2 separate regions of the Macaca mulatta genome follow, and region 1 is linked to region 2. Evidence: chromatin contacts called from public Hi-C data. All regions are on one chromosome and are shown on one strand. Each heading gives the region's core, a stretch centred on a gene start, on an enhancer-like site or on the middle of the called end of the contact. The rest is flanking DNA. Distances are from core to core; before and after follow the strand shown.

Evidence for each region. A called contact is a pair of places that touch in the nucleus more often than the background predicts.
Region 1: a contact with region 2 is called in a Hi-C map of liver, with 2.3 times the contacts expected there. The contact joins the promoter of UBE2L3 here to the promoter of YDJC in region 2. A contact is called at or near these places in 3 of 14 Hi-C or Micro-C datasets (blood, fetal cortex germinal zone and liver).

Annotation. Positions count from the first base shown.
Region 1 is chr10:31,425,985-31,428,684 of T2T-MMU8v2.0, forward strand. It overlaps UBE2L3 (ubiquitin conjugating enzyme E2 L3), which reads right to left and starts at 1,313. Exons shown (of 4, transcript NM_001193593.1): 1 at 1,261-1,313. The coding sequence starts at 1,287.
Region 2 is chr10:31,366,062-31,368,761 of T2T-MMU8v2.0, forward strand. It overlaps YDJC (YdjC chitooligosaccharide deacetylase homolog), which reads left to right and starts at 1,399. Exons shown (of 4, transcript XM_077950746.1): 1 at 1,399-1,599; 2 at 1,688-1,847; 3 at 2,042-2,141; 4 at 2,672-2,700. The coding sequence starts at 1,436. The coding sequence ends at 2,697.

The DNA.
Region 1 (2,700 bases), core at 63-2,562, 60 kb after region 2:
AACCGACCCCTTATCTGGTGAATGGTGGTGTCACTAGCTTAAGAGATGAGAAGTCAGAAGTCCTCTGAGTTTTCTTTTGTGCCCACTTCCACTCCAGTTTTATAAAGTTAATGTCCTCTCTAGCCCTTAGGGAACAAAAGAAAGGAAACGTTCCCAGGGAGGCAGGGAGGGCTCAGAGACTGTGGCTCCAAGTTCAATGTCTAGTTCTACCAAACACTGCTCTGCCCAGAACGAACCCCAGCTCTTTATCTCCCCTCAGGAAACCGGCTCCGGGGCCTTTTTTTAATTTCCGGCCCGTTGCAGGCCGGCTGCACTAGCCAGCCGCCGACTCACAGATGCTGGCGGAGGGGACTCCGGAGGACGTTGGCAAATCCACTGGCAAAAGAACTAAGCCAATTTAGCTAATGTGTTCCTCACTAAAAGGTGCCAAGTAGCAAGAAAGCACCCTGCTGCATTCAAGATCCAAAGTACCAAGTTATTATTATAAACTTTGGCCCGTTTTGATTCGAACGACTGAAACCAACCGTTACCCCCCAAAAAATGGCATTTTGCTTTATCAGGGAAGGGAGATCGAGATGACTGAGTGGAGGAGAGGGAAGGAGAACCGCGCCGCGATGGGGGCCGACCTCAGGCCTTCCTGGAGTTGGAACTTGCCCGCTGTGTGACTCTGCAGTCACAAGGCGACAGTTTGCTAGGACCCAGCGCAATTCCAAACGACCCACCAACAAACTGACCTAACTTTGGCCGCCTGGCCTCCTCCCCGCTCTCCTAGCCCGAGCCTTCCAGAGTTCCGAGCTGCGGCTGGGCCAAGCGGAGCTGCAAGCCCGGCTCGCTGAGGCCCAGGGCGGGGCGGTTCCGCTGCACGGGCTCCGGGCAGGGGCTCCGGCGCTCGGGCCTTCCCCGAAGGCGCTCAGTTTGGAGCCTCCCAACCGGGCTCTCACATTAACGACGCCCTCGCGTCGGACCGCGGCCTCCGCGACAGCGGGACGCGGCCACGCTCCGGGCGGAGGGTGGCGTGAACGCCCCGGGCCGGGCTGAGGGGCCAACAGTGGCTCCCAGCGCGGCCTGGCGCTCCCGCCCAGGCTGCGGCCTAGGCCAGCCCCGTTAGCTCCTTGAGCCTGCGCGCGGCCCAGGGAACCGACGAGGCCGTGTAGGGCAGGAGGCCAGACGGCAGCGCCCTGAGAGGCCGCTGCCTGCCTCGGGGGTCCGGAGCCTGGGACGCCGCCCCACGCCCGACCGAGGCCAGAGAATGGCTTTTACCTTCATCAGCCTCCTGCTGGCCGCCATCTTGGATTTGGTGCTGCTCCTTCCCCAGAATGCATCGCGGCCGGCCGGGCGGCTGGAGCCCCCGCACTTCCTGGAGCGGGGGAGGGGCCGCGGGGCGGGGCACAGGAGCGGAGCAGAGCACCTACTGTATGCTTCCCAGCGTGCTCGGAGGCGCGTGGAGGAACACAAGTGAACCGCACAGGCTGAGCCGCAGCGTTTACGGATCGTCCAATCAGATGACAGTTACAACCAGTGCCTGGCACGTAGTAGGCAAATAATAAATATTGATTGCATAAAATAGTTGGCCGGGCGCGGTGGCTCACGCCTGTAATCCCAGCACTTTGGGAGACCGAGGCGGGTGGATCACGAGGTCAGCAGTTCCAGACCAGCCTGGCCAACGTGGTGAAACCCTGGCTCTACTAAAAATACAAAAAATTAGCCGGGCGTGGTGGCGGGCGTCTGTAATCTCAGCTACTCAGGAGGCTGAGGCAGGAGAATTGCTTGAACCTGGGAGGCAGAGGTTGCAGTGAGCCGAGACCACGCCACTGCACTCCAGCCTGGGCGACAGAGATTCCGTCTTTAAAAAAAAAAAAAAAAAAAAAGTACTCTGATTGGAATGGGGAATGGGGAATGGAGGTGGGTAAGAGGATAAGAAGGGGAGCAGGGGGCCACTTGGAAACCTGTTGCAATCGTTCAGGCAAAGAGGTGACACTGATTTGGACCTCAGGGAGCAAAGAAGAGAGAAGAACATAGCTTCAGAATATACTCAGACCTTCTTAAGGAGTTCTCTTTTTTTTTTTTTTTTTTTTTTGAGACACAGTTTCACTCTGTCACCCAGAGTGGAGTGCAATGGCATGATCTCAGCTCACTGCACCCTCTGAATCCCAGGTTCAAGTGATTCTCCTGCCTCAGCCTCTTGAGTAGCATAGATTACAGGCACCTGCCACCATGCCCAGCTAATTTTTGTATTTTCGGTAGAGACAGGGTTTTAGCATTTTTGGCCAGGCTGGTCTCAAACTGCTGACCTCAAGCAATCCACCCACCTTGGCCTCCCAAAGTGCTGGGATTATAGGTGTGAGTCACTGGGCTTGGACATTTTTCTCCATTTATAAGAACAGTGGGTTTCGGCCGGGCGCGGTGGCTCAAGCCTGTAATCCCAGCACTTTGGGAGGCCGAGGCAGGTGGATCACGAGGTCAGGAGATCGAGACTATCCTGGCTAACACGGTGAAACCCCATCTCTACTAAAAATACAAAAAACTAGCCGGGCGTGGTGGCGGGCGCCTGTAGTCTCAGCTACTCGGGAGGCTGAGGTGGGAGAATGGCATGAACCCGGGAGGCGGAGCTTGCAGTGAGCCGAGATCACGCCACTGCACTCCAGCCTGGGAGACACAGCGAGACTCCGTCTCAAAAAAAAAAAAAAAAAAAGAACAGTG
Region 2 (2,700 bases), core at 149-2,648:
TCGTTATGCCAAGAGCATGGTTGAAGGACTCTATGAGGCTTTCAATCCTCACATACCTCATGAAATATTGTTACTCTCGAGTTCTGCTCTGTCCTCTCAGCTCTGGCTACCCACTAGGTCAGGGACAGAGAGGACAAAGCAGGTCTGGGTGCAGGCCCTGAGCTGTGAGGTTCAGTCTTATCTCCACTACTCCTGGCAGGACCACACTTTCGCTCTCTGACCCCCCGTTTCCTAATCTGTGAAACAGGAATGACATTACCAATTTCATAGTCTGGACACAAATACCATGGGAAAAATCAAGACTGCCACGTTGCAGTGAAAACTGTGGCTGCCTACCATATACAGTCATGGGTAAGGAAAGCTTTTCTGGACCAAAGAGAAAAACAGTGAAGTTATTAATGTAAAAGCTGTAGCCTGGCAGAGAGCTCAAGATGGAAACAGGAGATAATGTTTTCTCAAAAAAACCCATTAGTGTATATGCTTGCTTTCATTTTCTTAGTGTCTAGAGCTCAAGAAAAAATAAATAAATAAATAAAGAAAATGCCTGCTCTTATAAAAATCTGCAAAAGATCAATAGGCAATTTGAAAAAGAATAAGAATAGCTAATAATATGAAAATTTTCATTCACACTGCTATCTAAGAAACTACTAGAATGTGATAACATTGGTGTAATCATCTTTATGTTCTCAAAACAACACACAAAAAAGGTGGGTTGGGGAGAAAGGGAGTTGGGTGTGTTTATTTGCTTAGAGAAAACACTGGAAGGACACAACCCAGAAAGTTTACAATGGCAATCTCTGGGAAGGGTAGGAGATTTTTTTTTTTTCTTTTTTGGTATTTTTCCTTTTTCTTTTTTTCTTTCTTTCTTTCTTTTTTTTTTTTTTTTTTGAGATAGAGTCTCGCTCTATCGTCCATGCTAGAGTGCAGTCATGTGATCTCGGCTCTCCACAACCTCCGCCTTCCGGGTTCAAGCATTTCTCCTGCCTCAGCCTCCCGAGTAGCTGGAATTACAGGCGCGTGCTACCACTCCCGGCTAATTTTTGTATTTTGAGTAGAGACGGGGTTTGCCCATGTTGGCCAGGTTGGTCTTGAACTCCTGACCTCGTGATCCACCCGCCTCGGCCTCCCAAAGTGTTGGGATTACAGGCGTGAGCCACTGCGCCCGACTTCCTTTTGGTATTTTTCATATTAAATATCACTTTTGCAGTCAAGGAAAGTTCCGCATTGCAATGAATCCAGCACTGGTCTGGTTAGCGCGGGAGCTGTTGCCGGGTCCTTGCAGGGGCACGCCGGACCGCTAGGTGGCGAGAACAAAGGCGAAGCGCAGCCGCACCTGGGAGTGTGCGTCGGGGCGGGGCATGGGCAGCGTCCAGGGGCGGGGCCTGGGCTGTCCGGCCCACTCCCCTGGGAGCGCTAGCGGTGGGCCCAGGCGGCCATGTCCCGCCCTCGCGTGCGCCTGGTGGTCACCGCGGACGACTTTGGTTACTGCCCGCGACGCGATGAGGGCATCGTGGAGGCCTTTCTGGCCGGGGCCGTGACCAGCGTGTCCCTGCTGGTCAACGGTGCGGCCACGGAGAGCGCGGCGGAGCTAGCCCGCAGGTGAGGGGAGGGCCCTAGCAGGGCGGCGATCGGCTTGGGGCGCGCTGCTCCGCGGCCGCCAGTGCTCCAGCTCGCGCTCCGCCCTCAGGCACAGCATCCCCACGGGCCTCCACGCCAACCTGTCCGAGGGCCGCCCAGTGGGTCCGGCCCGCCGTGGCGCCTCGTCGCTGCTCGGCCCCGAAGGCTTCTTCCTTGGCAAGATGGGATTCCGGGAGGCGGTGGCGGCCGGAGACGTGGATTTGCCTCAGGTGCGGAGCCGCAGCTGCAGGAGGATGCTCGCGAGGACCCCCAGAGCTCCGCCCGGAGGGTACTGTGAGGTCATTAGGAGATGGCGGTGGATGACTTCTTCATTTAAACACTGGAGCGGTCACACGGCAGCACGAGGAGGGTGTCCTCGGCAGCTACTCCCGGTTGCTCAAGGTGTCTCTCGCTCGCCCTCTAGGTGCGGGAGGAGCTCGAGGCCCAACTAAGCTGCTTCCGGGAGCTGATGGGCAGGGCCCCCACGCACGTGGATGGCCACCAGCACGTGCACGTGCTCCCAGGTGCGTGGTTGGTGATCCCAGTTTGGAGGGCGTTTACTCCCAGGTGGGGCTGGGGAAGTAGGGGTAGTTCGATGCCCCCAGGTGAAGGGACGTGCTCCTCCTAGACCCGCTCCGCCCGCAGGCGTGTGCCAGGTGTTCGCCGAGGCGCTGCAGGCCTATGGGGTGCGCTTTACGCGACTGCCGCTGGAGCGCGGTGTGGGTGGCTGCACTTGGCTGGAGGCCCCCGCGCGCGCCTTCGCCTGCGCCGTGGAGCGCGACGCCCGGGCCGCCGTGGGCCCCTTCTCCCGCCACGGCCTCCGGTGAGGCTTCCCGCCCTGTCTCCTACCATAGCTGCCTCAGTCCCTCCGCACTGACTATTCACCTGGCTAGCTGTGTCCGTTTCTCAGCCCGGAAGCGAGTCTGGCGTCGATCGCTGCCGCCACCCCAGTTCCCCCCTCCCGCCCCCAGTCCCTACCCTATCCTACCCTACCCTAGCCTAGCCCTGGTCATGGCCTGGCCTGGCCCCGCGGCTGATGCCCCGCCCACTACAGGTGGACAGACGCCTTCGTGGGTCTGAGCA